5 separate regions of the Mus musculus genome follow, and all the other regions are linked to region 2. The links are chromatin contacts, called in public targeted proximity ligation maps. All regions are on one chromosome and are shown on one strand. The core of a region is the stretch at or near the end of the contact, and the rest is flanking DNA. Distances in the headings are between cores, read along the strand shown.

Evidence for each region.
Region 1: a targeted proximity ligation map of pancreatic cancer cells shows a contact between it and region 2. A contact is called at or near these places in 1 of 39 promoter capture datasets (neural stem cells), 1 of 484 Hi-C or Micro-C datasets (erythroblasts) and 1 of 130 datasets of targeted methods (pancreatic cancer cells).
Region 3: a contact with region 2 is called in a targeted proximity ligation map of pancreatic cancer cells. A contact is called at or near these places in 2 of 39 promoter capture datasets (neural stem cells and pre-B cells) and 2 of 130 datasets of targeted methods (embryonic stem cells and pancreatic cancer cells).
Region 4: a targeted proximity ligation map of pancreatic cancer cells shows a contact between it and region 2. A contact is called at or near these places in 1 of 484 Hi-C or Micro-C datasets (the HL-1 cell line) and 1 of 130 datasets of targeted methods (pancreatic cancer cells).
Region 5: a contact with region 2 is called in a targeted proximity ligation map of pancreatic cancer cells. A contact is called at or near these places in 1 of 39 promoter capture datasets (pre-B cells), 3 of 130 datasets of targeted methods (bone marrow-derived macrophages, embryonic stem cells and pancreatic cancer cells) and 2 of 9 other capture datasets (adipose tissue and pancreatic islet).

What each region holds. Positions count from the first base shown.
Region 1 is chr19:3,706,863-3,709,562 of GRCm38.p6, forward strand. 1810055G02Rik (RIKEN cDNA 1810055G02 gene) reads left to right here and starts at 1,431. Exons shown (of 4, transcript NM_028077.3): 1 at 1,431-1,574. Gm36608 (predicted gene, 36608) reads right to left here and starts at 1,306. Exons shown (of 3, transcript NR_167751.1): 1 at 1,199-1,306.
Region 2 is chr19:4,161,677-4,164,656 of GRCm38.p6, forward strand. It overlaps Rps6kb2 (ribosomal protein S6 kinase, polypeptide 2), which reads right to left and starts at 1,707. Exons shown (of 15, transcript NM_021485.3): 1 at 1,492-1,707; 2 at 1,146-1,186; 3 at 927-1,047; 4 at 584-652. The coding sequence starts at 1,569. Carns1 (carnosine synthase 1) reads right to left here. Exons shown (of 10, transcript NM_134148.2): 10 at 2,648-2,980.
Region 3 is chr19:3,766,556-3,769,255 of GRCm38.p6, forward strand. It overlaps Kmt5b (lysine methyltransferase 5B), which reads left to right and starts at 1,334. Exons shown (of 11, transcript NM_001379678.1): 1 at 1,334-1,785.
Region 4 is chr19:4,624,381-4,627,080 of GRCm38.p6, forward strand. Rce1 (Ras converting CAAX endopeptidase 1) reads right to left here and starts at 1,265. Exons shown (of 8, transcript NM_023131.2): 1 at 1,053-1,265; 2 at 813-915; 3 at 633-716; 4 at 305-383. The coding sequence starts at 1,237. Gm960 (predicted gene 960) reads right to left here. Exons shown (of 15, transcript NM_001033447.3): 15 at 1,461-1,810. The coding sequence ends at 1,461.
Region 5 is chr19:3,850,481-3,853,180 of GRCm38.p6, forward strand. Chka (choline kinase alpha) reads left to right here and starts at 1,293. Exons shown (of 12, transcript NM_001271496.1): 1 at 1,293-1,933. The coding sequence starts at 1,596. It overlaps Gm51271 (predicted gene, 51271), which reads right to left and starts at 336; the gene lies at 287-336.

The DNA.
Region 1 (2,700 bases), core at 181-2,680, 460 kb before region 2:
TTGATGGGCAAATTCCACACAGCGGAAAGCAGGTTGTGCTGATGACAGCACAGCAAGGCTTATATATAGTCTTAATAGAGCTCAGAGCAGGGTCCATTGGTTTCTGATCCCAGGACTCAAGACAGGTTATAAAACTAGAAATAGGCCAGCCATGGTGGCACATACTTTTAATCCCAGCAGGCAAACAGATTTCTGTGAGTTCAAGGCTAGGATGATCTACATAGCAAGCCCCAAACCAGCCAGGGCTGGACTGTGAAACCCCAAACCAGCCAGGGCTGGACTGTGAAACCCCAAACCAGCCAGGGCTGGACTGTGAAACCTTGTCTCAAAACAAAACTGGCAACGATGATCGCTTTGGATGGGCATGGTAGGAGACCTAAAAAGGGTTTTACACAAATTGGCATTCAGTAGCAGAATTCACCTACTGACTTGCAAAACCTACTTTACGTTAAATTCTTTCTTTAAAAATTATGTATGCTGGATGCAGTGGCCCATGACTTTAATCCTAGCACAGGAAGTCATGAGGCAAGTGATCTCTGTGAGTTCAAGGACAATTGGATCTATGCAGAGTTCCAGTACAGAAGGGATACAAAGAGAGACCCTGACTCAAAAATAAAATACAAACATTATGTATGGGAATTTTGCCTACTCCAATACATATTATGTATGTACGTGCACTGGAGGCCTTAAGGCATGGAATCTCCTGGAACTGCTCTTTCAGATGGTCGTGAGCCACCGTGTGGATGCTGGGAATCAAGCGGGGTCATCTGCAAGAGCATCAGTGCTCTTAACTGCTGAGCCATCTCTCCAACCCTAATCTTTTAAAATTAAAAGCAAGTCTCACAGGCTTTCCATTTCGTCCCACGTGTCATGCCACGTGTAAAATTCCAAAGCCCTTTGTGAGACTGTTTCTGGACTTGAAAACAAAAGCGAGATCTTCTTGCAGGATTAAATCAGTGTATTGCCTTTCAGGTGAAATGCTTAGCCAGAAGCTGGCAGGTGCAGTGTGTGCAAAGCAAACCTCAGTAGCCAAGCCATGCCTGCGAGCAAGGACAAGGCTGGACCGCCTTAAGGAGTTGAATAGCCGATGGGAAGAAAGATCAGGAACCGGGTCAGAAGAGCCTCATAAAGTACCTCATGAGGCCTTCTAGAGCTGCCCTGTCCAGACCAGCCATCGTCCGAGTACATCTGCGCTCACCTGATCTGACCCCTCTTCTCCCCGGCTTCTGGGAAAAGCCCTAGACACAGACATAGCCTACAAGTCCCTGGATCGCTCACTTCCGTTAGATCGGCTCCAAATAGCTCTGCGTGGCCAAGGCGGGACCAAGTTGGAAGGCAGCTCCTGAAGCAGGCGTGGCCTAAACAAACCACGCCCACCGCACGCGGCCGCGCGTGCCAGCGACAGCCTATTGGTCCCGCTTTCGTGACGTCTTTCCGGGGCAGTCCGGGTGGGGTCCAGCGCGCACCAGTGAGCTGAGCTAACTGGGTTTCGCTGCGGTCCACGTCCCCGCGCGGGGCTGAATCGCTGAAGTGGCTGCGCTGCGGTGTGAGGGCCACGGGCCTGCCGCGTCCGGGTAAGTGACCCGCACTGCTGTCCAGGGAGCTGTCGTGAAGGCCCCATGAGCCGCTTGGGGATGGACAGCGAGGTGCGGGGCGGAGGAGGGATGAATGGGGACCCGGTGCGCTAGGCGGTGAGGAATGGAGATTCAAGGCGGAGGAGGGAGGAATGGGCCGAGCCCTTAGAGAAGCATGGATGCGCAGGAGGAGGAGGAGGAGGTGGGCTGACGGCGATCGCCAGTCGATGCTGGGCAGTTTGCGAGCACTCTACGGACATTCGAGAGTAGGCGAGTCTTGGATCAGGCTGTACCCTAGAAGGTGTTGGTCTCGGAAATAGTTGAGGCCTGCACCCCAAACTCTTCTACCTACCAATGAGGAAAATCCATCACATTTTTCCTTCCTCCTCATTTGTCTACTTGCCTGCCTCCCCTTGTGGCCGCTAGCTTGTGCGCTTAACGGTCTGGCTGGAGCTTAGAAGTCCAACTCTTAAAAACTTGTATTACTTACACCCCGACCCCTAGGAACCAGCTCTAAAATTTCAATAAGTCAACCAGCAAACTGTTTAAAATACAGGTTTTCCGTTTATAAATTAGACTCGCCTGTTGGACAGCAGAATATCAGAAATACTGGCTTAGCAAGCGTTTAGAACACAGACCTTTGGCATTTTGGTAGTGAGACCTGAACTTTCAGATACCTGGAGATAAGCGGTGCAGTTAAGATAATATTTAATGTTCTGGGATCGTGGGCTAATGTCTGCCACGTGGATACATCCTTTAGATCACAGGGCAATGTCTGTGTACATAATACGTCCAAGCAGGTGATGTGTCAGGATTAGGTAGGTGACTGTGGTTTGTCCTGTACTAGCTTTCCCAATTTCTGTTCTGTAATTGTGTAACTTCCCTAGCGTGGAGTAGAGACGGGGGCCCTGCTGATAGGGATTATTAATGGTCTTTGCTGAGTCTGGACTTCTTGAATTGAAATCTGTGTATGTCAGAGAAAAAGCTCACCAATTTGAGGTCTAGTGATGTGTATATAGCAATCCACACATCATAAAGGCATTAAAGGCAAGGCAAGATTGGGAGTGCAATCTGTCAAACAAACATTAGAGGAATTGGGCAGCATCTCAAGGGTTAGTTGTCACTT
Region 2 (2,980 bases), core at 457-2,956:
GGGGCACAGAAGCACCACTGGGTCTCCAGCCCAGCTTCAGTGAGACCTTGTCTCCTGAGAGGAAGTGACTTAAAAACAGTAAACTTTTCCGGAACCGGTTTATCCTCTCAGTCTCTCACCCTTGATACTTTCTTGTGTTCTTTGAGACAAGGTATCATTATGTAGCCCCTGGTGTGCTGGCCTACCACCACTCAGATCCTCCGGCTTTACCCATTCAAGTCCTGAGACTACACAGTATCCTACCAAGTTCAGCTCAACTTGACCCTGCTGACACACTGAGCCACACAATTCTTTGTCGTGGGTTCCTGTTGCGCTGCATCCTGGGCTTCTATTCACAGAATGCCAACAGTACTGCCTGTCCTCATGAGTCCTGACAATCAAAGCTTGCCATATGTGCCCTAGCAGGCCAGCTTCTTCCATCCAAGAATTACTCCAAAATCGTATGTATGACAATAGATGCTAAGTCAGCAAGTGTCAAGATAAGGACTGTCTTTATCATGTTTCCGGCTGTCTTCCCGAGACCTGGCACAGGCTGATGGGGATGGCAGCTACTCTGTCTCTGCTGGCTAAGCGAGTGACTCACCTTCCTTAAGACCTTCATGGCATATATTTTTCCCAAGTTGGTGCCTTGCACTTTTCTCACCTGGAACACCTGTAGGGCAGGGGAGACAGGATTAACTTCTCTGACCACACCCCACCTTCAAGGTTGCCCCACCCTAAAGGGACCAAAAGGTCTAAACTCAGCTTAAGGGTGGAACAGTAAAGATCTCCATCAGATTTTGAAAGGATATGCCCTTCCTTCCCCCAGGTCTCCAGCTCTGAATTCCATCAGAGACTCCGTACATTTACAAGCCTATTGGGTGTGAAGGATAGTATGCTGTCTCAGGCTAGAGCTGAGGTCGCCAGGGAGAGAGGGATGTTAGTACCTTGCCATAGCCCCCCTTGCCCAGTACACTCAGTAGCTCAAAGCAGTGGGGCCCGATGCGCTCAGGACCCAGGTTCACGCTGCTCTCTGTCAGCTCTACTTCTTCATAGTGTCCCACTGTCCTAAAGACAGAATAAGTTAATGAGGGAAAGGCTCTAGTGTACTCCAAGTCCCGACCCCTACTCCATACCCCCACCCCCCAAGCAAGACCCTCACTCACTCCAGGCCAGCAGCCCTTAATTCGCCAAGGGGACACACGTCCTGTGAGAAACCAAGTAATAAGAACCATGGGAGGTGCCAGAATACCTCCTCCCAACCTAGGCTCAACTGCTTGGCCCAGGGGAGAGGACCAAGGATAGAAGACAGGAGCAGGGATGGGGAAAGGTTGGGAAGGAGAGACCAAGGATAGAAAAGGAAAGATTGGGTCCAGGGGCTGGGGCTGGGGTTGGGGTTGGGGCTGGATCTGGGTTTGTAGGGGTCACAAACCACTCAGAGTTGGGAGCGCCAGGGTTTTGGTTAACCAGCCGGGCTCCCGGGTCCAGTCGCGCCCGGAGAGAAACACTCACCGCAGGGCTGAACTCCGGTTCGCCCTCGCCCTCGCTCCCTTCCTCGGTCTCCAAGTCTAAATCAAATACGGCCGCCATGGCCCCGCCGGTCCCGCGGGACCCTTGGCCCGGACCAGGCAGAACTCTGACTGACAGCACCGGGCTGTGCCTACGTCATTTCTCCGCGACAGCAGCCGCTCGCTCTGTTGACGCAATAGCTTCACCCACTCTCAAGTCGAGTGGGAAGAAAAGATGGCGCCTGTCGGAAAGCCTCTCGGGAGTCGTAGTTCCAGACATCTGGACCTCCCATCCTGCAAGCCTTATGAATAGAATAGGCTTTACTAGACCATCTTCCTTGTCGGTTTCTCCTGGGCCAGCTCTCGCCCCGAGCCGCGCGCACAGAGGCTCCCATTTTGACTCTGGAGCAAGTTCAAGATTTAATGGGCAGAATTACAGATGCATGAACGTTTAAGTGGCAACTCCTCAGCCCTTCTTAGTGCTGTGAGCTGCCCAGAAAGAAAACTTGTGTCTGTTCGGTTGTATTAGGGGACAGTAAGCTGTATTAGGGACACTCCATACAACCTCCCTGAAGCTCACAGACCCTGCAGGTCTGACATTTTCTGGGCGACTGCCTGGGCTTTGTTTCAAGGCTCCCTTTCTGAAGGGCTCAACACACCTAAATATGGACTTTTGCTAATGTATGCATACCGAGTATTTGAGCTGCCTAGTTCAGAATAGATATTTTAATAGAATATAGTTGAAAGGATGGATGAGAACTGGCGAGATGGTTCAGCGGGTAAAATCACTTGCCATACAAATGGCAAGTGACTGCTGGGGTTCGATCCCAAACGAAGCCTGTCCATTTCTATTGGAGTCTGTCTGGATAGCTTTTCCATTGCACACGGGATGCCCACTGAGGTATAGGATATGAACTCAGATGAACAAAATTTAGGGGTATCCAGGTCTGCAGAGGGATTACTGCCTGAATATGATTTAGGATTATAATTCAAGAAAAAAAAATCTCAAACATACATGTAGATATAAGGTAAGCCCGTAGCAAAGGTCAACCCTGGGGCCCAGCCAATGGGGTGCTTTCTACCTCTCCCTCCCACTTCCCAGCTCCCCACCTACTGAACCTGGGAGGGGAGCACTAGCTAAAACACTGGACTCCGGATACTTCACTAGTTAACAAGTCTTTATTTAGGTAGGCAGGTTTCAGGAGCTGTCCTCGGCTCCTGAGCAAAGACAGGTGTTTTCAGAGTAGCTAGCTCCCTAAAATGAGGAAAGGTGTACACAGAAGTCCCAGGGCCAAGCTAGCTAGGAATGCCAGAGGCCAAAGCAACAAAGCTGGTAGAGATCGTGTGTGGTGTATGGGAGGCAGGTGTTTAGGAGTCTGAGTGCTGCCTATAAATGAAGATAGAAAGGAGAGAGGACCTGGAGGCTAACTGAGCGTTTAAAACAGTAAACAGAGAAGGTTGGCCTTGGCATTCTGTCTACATCCACTATAATA
Region 3 (2,700 bases), core at 84-2,583, 400 kb before region 2:
TGGTCTCCTATGCCCACTGCCCACTCCCAAGATGGTCTGTAGACTGAGGATACAGGTCACACAGCTGAGGTCAGCACAGGAATTCTGGTTTTGAAGAAATATACCTTCCCAGCTATGTGTCCTTAGCAGGTTTCTGTGCCTCTGTTTCCCATCTATGGAAGGGGATAACAAGCGTCGTCAAGTACTCAAGATCAAAGAGGCAAGGGCAATGGGAGCTAAGTTGGTATTTGCTTGACTCTGCTGAGCCATCCTCTAGAAAATGCCTACTATGCTAAGGTATGTGAGTGTTCAGTGTGGTAGTGGTGTTTGCAGGGAACCGAGGCAGGCTGGGGCCCTCCTGCAATGGCCTCAGCTGTTCTCCCTGTCTCATGTGTCGCTGGAGTTGCATTCTTTCTTTCCATTGCCTGGACATTTTCGTACCTTTCCATAACACCCTCCACCTCACTCAGGTGTTTGCTTCAATACGTGACAACCTCAAACACCTCCTTCAGGTCCCAACCACCTGCTTCACTTTAAAGCCTGCGTTTTTCATAGAATAGTGTATAAGAGGCTCTGGCTCCAGCCCTGAGTAGTTGAAAAGTCACCCAACTAGTCCATGCCTCAATTTCCCTGTGTGTAAACTGGAACCCACAATACTCTCGACCTCTGGGGATTACCCTGAGGGACAAATAAAGGGACACACCAGATCGTTGGGAACGACGTCTGGTTAGGGACAAGGATGTGACCCTCGTTATTGTTGTGAGGCACCCCTTATCCAACTGCAAGATCCAAGGGGTGGGGCTTCACCATACCCCAGGCGTGGGTGCAAGCCACTCCGGATCTTCCGCCCCAAGCTCCCGGAGGACCAAACCGCCTTTCTTGCGCCGGTTGAGCCCGAAGAGGGCGAGGAGTGGCTGCGTCGTGGAAAGGTTGTCACTCAGTAGGTGCTCAAGGAGCGGCCGGTGTCAGCACGGGGGACCCAAAGCACGCTCCCTCCCCGCCTCCCGCGTGGTACCGTTCAGGTGGCCCACATGGTCTTGAAGGGTGTTTCTGCTTCCAACGACACCCATCCCCACAACAAAGAAACTCGCCATTCCCGGCCGCCTCCCCTCAGTGCACCCCGGAGGCACAGCGGGCCCGGAGCGCCGTGCGCCTCGCAGTTGCCCCCTGAAATCGCAGCTCGGGAGCTGTCCCTGGTAGGTGCAGGTGCGCACGAGACGGGGGCGGGGGCCAACCCCGCGGGGCAGCAAGCGGCCGGGGTACTAGGTGGCGCCCACCGGGCGCGCGGCGACGCCGCCTCCACCGAGATTTAAAGGGCAGCCGGGCGGAGGGATCTTCGAACGACTCTCGCTGCGATCCCTCCGCCTCGAGGCTCAGCGACGGCAACGACGTGGTTTCTTTGGTGGTGGTGGTGGGGGGGATTTACTCTTGTGCCTCCGCTGTCGGGTGCCGCGGCAGGGAACTTCATTCTCTCTGGTGTCTCTCAGCCTCTTCCCGCAGAATTCCGTCGAAGCCATCGCGGCCACTAGCGCGGAGCAAAGGTGCGCGCACGCTCGGTGTCGGCGTGGTGTCCCTCCGCCGTCAGTCGTGGACTCCTTTTCGTGTCCTTCCACCGAGCCCGGGCGGTGTCCGGGTGGCTCACCGGGGGCGGCGACGCGTCTGCGGCGCGGCAGCGAGGCTCGGGGGCTATGAGGTGAGGACGCCCGGGGACCGGAGGCGGCACCCGGCGCTGCGCGAGAACGCAGGACGCGAAGCCCCGAAGTCGGCGGATGCCTCTCAGATCCCGCGACTGCGCGCGAGGTGGAGGTGAGGCCCGAGGACTGTGAGGCGGGGGTGGCCCGGCGCTGCGAGCCAGGGCTCGGGGACAGGGGCTTGGCGCGGGCCGCGGTGGTGGCCGTGGCGGCAGGGTTGGGGGGGCCCCTCGGCGGACGCGGACTCCTTTATTTCCCCCCCCCTTCCGTCAGCGGAGGCAGCGGGCGGTGCTACGTCCGTGCCGCCATATTGGATTTTACTCTCCAATTTTTTTTTCTGAGGAAATATTTTTTGGTGATTAATTTTTCTGGAGGGACCAAAAAGTGTAGCCGGGCGCTTCGGGAGCTCGGTGGCGGAGCTCTTGGACGGGCCCGGTGCTGGAAGACCGGCAGTGCTGGCGGTGAGCCGCGGAGGACGTACGTGCGTGCGTGCGTGCGTGCAGGAACCGGGCCGCGGGGCGGGGCTGCGGGGCCGGGGCGGCCGGGCGAGCGAGCACGGCCTGCAGTGTTGGCGGCGGCCGGAAGGGAGCGGTAGCGGTCGGCGAGGGCCGGGTCGCGGCCGCACGAGGGGAGCTGCTCGGCCGCTCGGGATTGGGGGACTGTGTTTTTCCTCTTCTCCAATGGGCGGCCGGCAAGCGTCTCGCCCAATCTGCTCGCGCCGGCTCGCCGAACTTTCGGTTGTTTTTGTTTTGGCCCGAGCCTCGTTTCCTGTTGCTCCAGGCTCAGACTGTCGCGCGCGGGGGTGGGGTGGGGGTGGGGGGCAGTCGCTCGGGCCCCACGCAGTGGCACTGGCGTCACTCGATCTGTCATCCGCTCGTTCAGCCAGAGTGCAAGAAGGAGAGGAGGAGACGTGAAGTTCATCTTGAACTTTCTGATGGCGCTCACTCTGAGACAGTCCTCTCAGAGGAGCAGACAAGATGGATTGCCTGACTTGATTTGTTTGTTTGTTTTTTAAACCTGCTTTCTAGAC
Region 4 (2,700 bases), core at 15-2,514, 460 kb after region 2:
AGTCACAGAAAATTCCAGAGGCACCCAAATTTTACCAAGGCCAATCTTTGGGGAAGCCAAATGATGAGAGAGCAGGGGAAGATGCTGTCTGGCCCATATCAAGTGCTGTTTGTGGTCCAGACAGGCCTCCTTGAGTATCACACTTACAGGGTACTCAGCAATGTAATCCATTTTACTGATGTGGAAACACACGCTGAGAGGTGACATCTCACCTCTTCAGTCCAGATCACACCATCTCACTGACTCCTTTCCCCAGTGTTCTGGACTGCCTGTGCCTACCTTTTCCTCAGTCTTGAAGACTCACCCAGGACAACCTTCAGCCCATCTGTCAGGTCACAAGGGCAATCCATAGAGAGCTGCATCAGTGGACCCAGGAAAAGGATCTGGGGGGGGGGGGCAAACATAAAATGAAAGCCTTTTACCACAATCCAATGACCTTGCCCACACCTATGCCCTTGGTCAGCCTCACCAGACCTCAGGTTTCCTGAGTTCTAGGGTTTCCCAGCCATGTACACCAGAAGCTTAGGGGGCCACATCATAATTCCTGTCTTCCATCTGCCAAAAGCTGTACCCAAGCAGGGCACGTCATTACACTAGTGACAACAGAGTTGGAAAAATAAAGCAGGACTCACCATAGTTAGCAGCAGGGGCAGCAGCGCTGCTGGGAAAATGCCCTCCAGCCTGAAGCCCATCAAGGTAAGCAGTGATGTGCCTGGCTGAGCCACAGGAAAGGGGGCGTTAGTGATGTTCCCTCCCACAAAATTCTAGATTCTTCCCCTAGCTGCCCTGTGCCCCACCCACCTCCTTCGCACCTGGATGCCAGTGAGTTCCCTCCAGAGCAGCACGCAAAGAGGGGACAAGCTGGACACTACCAGGACACTGGTGGAACGCCGCTTGATAACAGCGGGGTGGTCCCTAGGAAAAGGGACAGTAAGTTCCGGGGGGCCTGCAGCAACCACGCCAACGCGGCCCCACCCCCGTCCGGCCCAAGCTCCGCCCGCAGCCCCGCCCCACGAGGGCGCAGATCCCGGCCGCGCGCGCATCCCCCGCACCTGGGCAGCTCGCTCTTCCACACGTAGAGGCTGCCCACGTAGGAGCAGGCGAGGCTGAAGCAGGAGAACACAGACACCCAGCAGCACAGCCCCGAGCCCGGGCCGCTCAGCGCGGCTGACTCGGGCTGCCGCTCTGGCCGCGATACCGACAGTAAACGCAGCCCGTCCCCGCCCAGCGCCGCCATCACGCCCGGACCCGTGGCGCGCGGCAGTGACGCGACGGCGTAGGTGACGTCAGGCGGCGGCGCGAGTTGTCGGGTCCCCCGGGCGCCCCTCCCCTTGCACGATAGTTGATACTTTGTGCTTGGAACGGCTTTATTGAAATACAGAAGTTGTGACACACGTGTCCCGGGCTTCCTTGGCTTGCTGGGCGTCTCAGAGAGAATGCTTAGGACCTGTGTCCCGGATTCAGCCACTCGGACAGATTGGATACCTCCTGTAGCCACAAGTCCTGCGGGAGCAGAGGAGGCGGTGGTGAGGACCCGGCGGTGGTAGCTCAGGCCCGCACCCGCCCTGCTCTCGCTGCGGTACCTCCAGGCCGCCCGCAGGGCTAGCTGCCTCTGCCGCCTGGGCCCTGCCGTGGGCCGCTTGGGTCTGCGATCCTCTAGCAGTGAGGGAGACCTCGGTGAGCTCGCGGTCGCGCGTGGCGGATTTTGGCGGGCTCCGGTCTCTTGCTGAGCCCAGAACTCGCGATTCTTCCCTGCCATGGTTGGGGCTGCCCCTCTTGGGCCTCTTGTTTTCTGCTTGCCCGATGGATTCTAGGAGAGAACAAGCCCATTTCATCTTACTCCCGAAGATTTGTGCCAATGCTACAGAGATTGTTGGGGCAGGGGTATCGTTCTAAATTAACTCTCCCGCTCCACCTTTCCGGATGAAAACATTTCAGTACCTGACCTCCCATGATAGGCGACATCTAACTTTCCGCCCAAACTAGGTGATATGCATTTCAAGTTCCTCTCTGAACCTAAGCTTTGCTTCGGGCAATAAGCAACTCAATCTCTCTCTGGTATTGTTCTAGGCAGTTACTACAGAGGCAGCTTTTTGTTGTTGATGTTCAGACAGACTCTCTTGAAACCCAGGCTAGCCTTAAAGTGATCATCTTGCTTCTAACACCCAAGTGCTGGAATTAGACACTCGTGAACATGCTTTAGCTCAGCGGTTCTCAACCTGCGGGTCGCACATCAGATACTTACACTGTGGTGCATAACAGTGGCAAAATGACAGTTAATTAGTAACACTGAAGATAACTGTATGGTTGGGGATCACCACAGCACGAGGCACTGTATTAAAAGGTGGCAGCGTCAGGAAGGTTGGGAACCACCATCACTAATCCGTAGTAGATCCAGTTTTGGAAGAACAAACACAGAGGAGGATCAAACTCGGTATTGACAAGCAAACCAACTCTGACACTGAGCTACATCCCCAGCCTCGCAGGTGCAGATTTACAGAGTCTTGCCTTGGCTGATTCCTCCTGAGTCAATGAATGCACGTTTCTCTGGAAAGGCTAATGTGCACATACTAAGTACAACGCACAAGTCCTATTGAGTAGCTTTAAAGTAGGAATGCATGCGGTTGCTACTCCAAGTCCCTCAATCACTGTGGAAGGCGGCCAAATCCCAGGTGGCAGCAGCATGGCTAAAGTGGAATG
Region 5 (2,700 bases), core at 43-2,542, 310 kb before region 2:
CCCCCCCCCCCACTCCCCAGACAGTCTCACTATGGAACTTGGGCTGTCCTGAAACTTACTGTGTAGACTAGGCTGGTCTTCAGCCCATAGAGATCTGGCCTCTGCCTCTGTGCCTCTCAAGTGCTGGGATTAAAAGCATGTGCCATTATGCACAGATTATTTGCACTCTTTTGTTCAGTAAGATCACTTTTGGGGGAGTAAGTCCAGATAAGTACCTACCTACTCTTTTTGAAGAGTTTTTGGCTTCCAGCAGACTGTGAAAACCCACAAAGAAGCCATTTTCTGCATGCTGGGGTATAGCTAGAAAGAAATCTCTCTTTCTAGCTATACCCCACAACACAGACCTGTAGTTTTATATTCTTTGTAGCCTCAATTACTTCCTGGAAGGACTGAATGATGAGACCAAAGAATGAGGCAATGTGTGGGCATACAGCATAGGGGCCTTGGCCCCCTTCCATGCCCTAGGGCAAAGGTACATTAGTCATGGTCACGCGACTGGACAGCCCGGAAGAGGGGGGGGGCAGATGACAGCATCCACAAAGCCAGGAATCGCGAACCAAGCACCTTTGGCCGGCAATTCTGGAGGCCGTTGAGGCCAGTCTGTTAGGAAGATGTCCTGAGAATCTAGCTGACATCCTCAGCACCACGGACAGGGAAACTGAGGCTGCAGGCACGTAGAGGGGGAGGCTTCTCTCTGAGCGGAGAGCGCAGCCAGCTGGCAAGTGGGTGTGTGGCCTTGACCCAATCTCTTTTTGATATTAGACCTGCAGATGGATAACGCCTCCGGCCAGGAGTTGTATTGGGCATGGAAGCATCTCGAACAGGGCCTCGGAAATGTTGTAAAAACACACCCACAGAGCTCCTTTGGGAGCTGCCTTGCCCTAAGGTCACGCGGAAAGAGCAGCCAGCCTCCAGACACCATTTTCCTGCAAAGTCCCCGGGGCCTTTCAAATCATCACTTTCAGACCTGGGGGCGTCTAAGGAAAGTTTCCCTTTCAACATCCACTCTAGGGTCTGCCAAAGCTGCAGAAGCCTCGCCTCTCCTGCCCTAAGAGGCTCGAGTCCGCAAAGGCGCCACCTTGTGAGTGCAGGCAATTGAGATAGCCTTTACAGGACCCTCGCGACCCCTAGACAAGGCCCCGCCCCCGGTGCGCCGACCCCTCCCTCATCGTGGACTCACCGCCTGAGCCTAGGAGGGGCTGTGCCGCAGCCAATGGGAAAGCGGCGTGGCGAGGGTGGCGGCGGTTGTGATGCGCCAAAGCGTCCAATCAGCGGCGAGCGCGGGGGCGGGCGGTGACGCTGGGCTCTCCGCGTGCAGCGCTGTAAAGGAGCGAGCGCCGCGGCCCCCTATAGCAGTCGCCTGCCGTCAGCCTCCCGCGCTCGTCTCTCGTTACTGCTGCCTGACGTCCATTGCTGCCTCTCCCCGCCGTCGCCGACGTCGCCTCCCCGCGCGCTCCCACAACCGCCGCCCGGCCGGTCAGTGAAGCCGGCGAGCCATTCCCCGCGCCGGCCCCCAGAGGCGGGCATCCAGCCGGACCCTGAGTGTGGCCCTCTCGTGCTGTGGCCGCCCGCGCCTTCTCGGCCGCTTGTCCAGCATGAAAACCAAGTTCTGCACCGGGGGCGAGGCCGAGCCGTCGCCTCTCGGGCTGCTGCTGAGCTGCGGTGGCAACGCTGCCCCGACGCCCGGCGTAGGGCAGCAGCGGGACGCCGCAGGCGAGCTGGAGTCCAAGCAGCTTGGTGGCCGAACCCAACCTCTCGCGCTGCCGCCGCCGCCGCCGCCGCCCCTGCCGCTGCCCCCGCCGCCATCACCGCCGCTAGCGGACGAACAACCCGAGCCCCGGACCAGGCGCAGGGCCTACCTGTGGTGTAAGGAATTCCTGCCCGGAGCCTGGCGAGGCCTTCGCGAGGACCAGTTCCACATCAGTGTCATCAGGTCAGTGGCTGCGGCACCGCGCGGTGGTGGTGGGGGCGGTGGGGGGTGAGGCTGGAGGGCGGGGCGGGGCGGCGGCTTGGGTAGAGGTGATCGCCGCGCCGGTGTCCGGAGCACAAACCCCGCAGCGCGGAAGGCCGCCTGCGGGCGAGCTTTGAGAAAATGTGTGCTGGGTTGCCGTCCCTTGCGGAAGAACAATACTATGTAGTTATACAAGCACATTCTGTACCAAAGCTCAAAATAGATGTGTCTAGGAAGCCGTTTCTCTGCGAGGGCCTTGAATGAAAAAAGGGATGTTGTTCCCAGCACTCGGGAAGCAGAAGCAGGCGGATTTCTGAGTTCGAGGCCAGCCTGGTCTACAAAGTGAGTTCCAAAACAGCCAGCTCTACAGAGAGAAACCCTGTCTCGAAAAACGAAAAAAAAAAAAAAAAAAAAAGGAAAGAAAAGAAAAGAAAGAAAAGAAAAAGGGATGTTGTGGCTGGGCTTTAGAAAAAGAGGGAGGAGCCGGGCGTGGTGGCGCAAGCCTTTAATCCCAGCACTCCGCAGGCAGAGGCAGGCGGATTTCTGAGTTCAAGGCCAGCCTGGTCTACAGAGTGAGTTCCAGGACAGCCAGGGCTACACAGAGAAACCCTGTCTCGAAAAAACAAACAAACAAAAAAAAAAAAAAAAAAAAAAAGAAAAGAAAAAGAAAAAGAGGGAGGAAAAATCCCCGGGGAACTTTTCCTTGTAGTACTTCTAGTCTGTAGTTTGATCACAACCCCCTCCCGCTC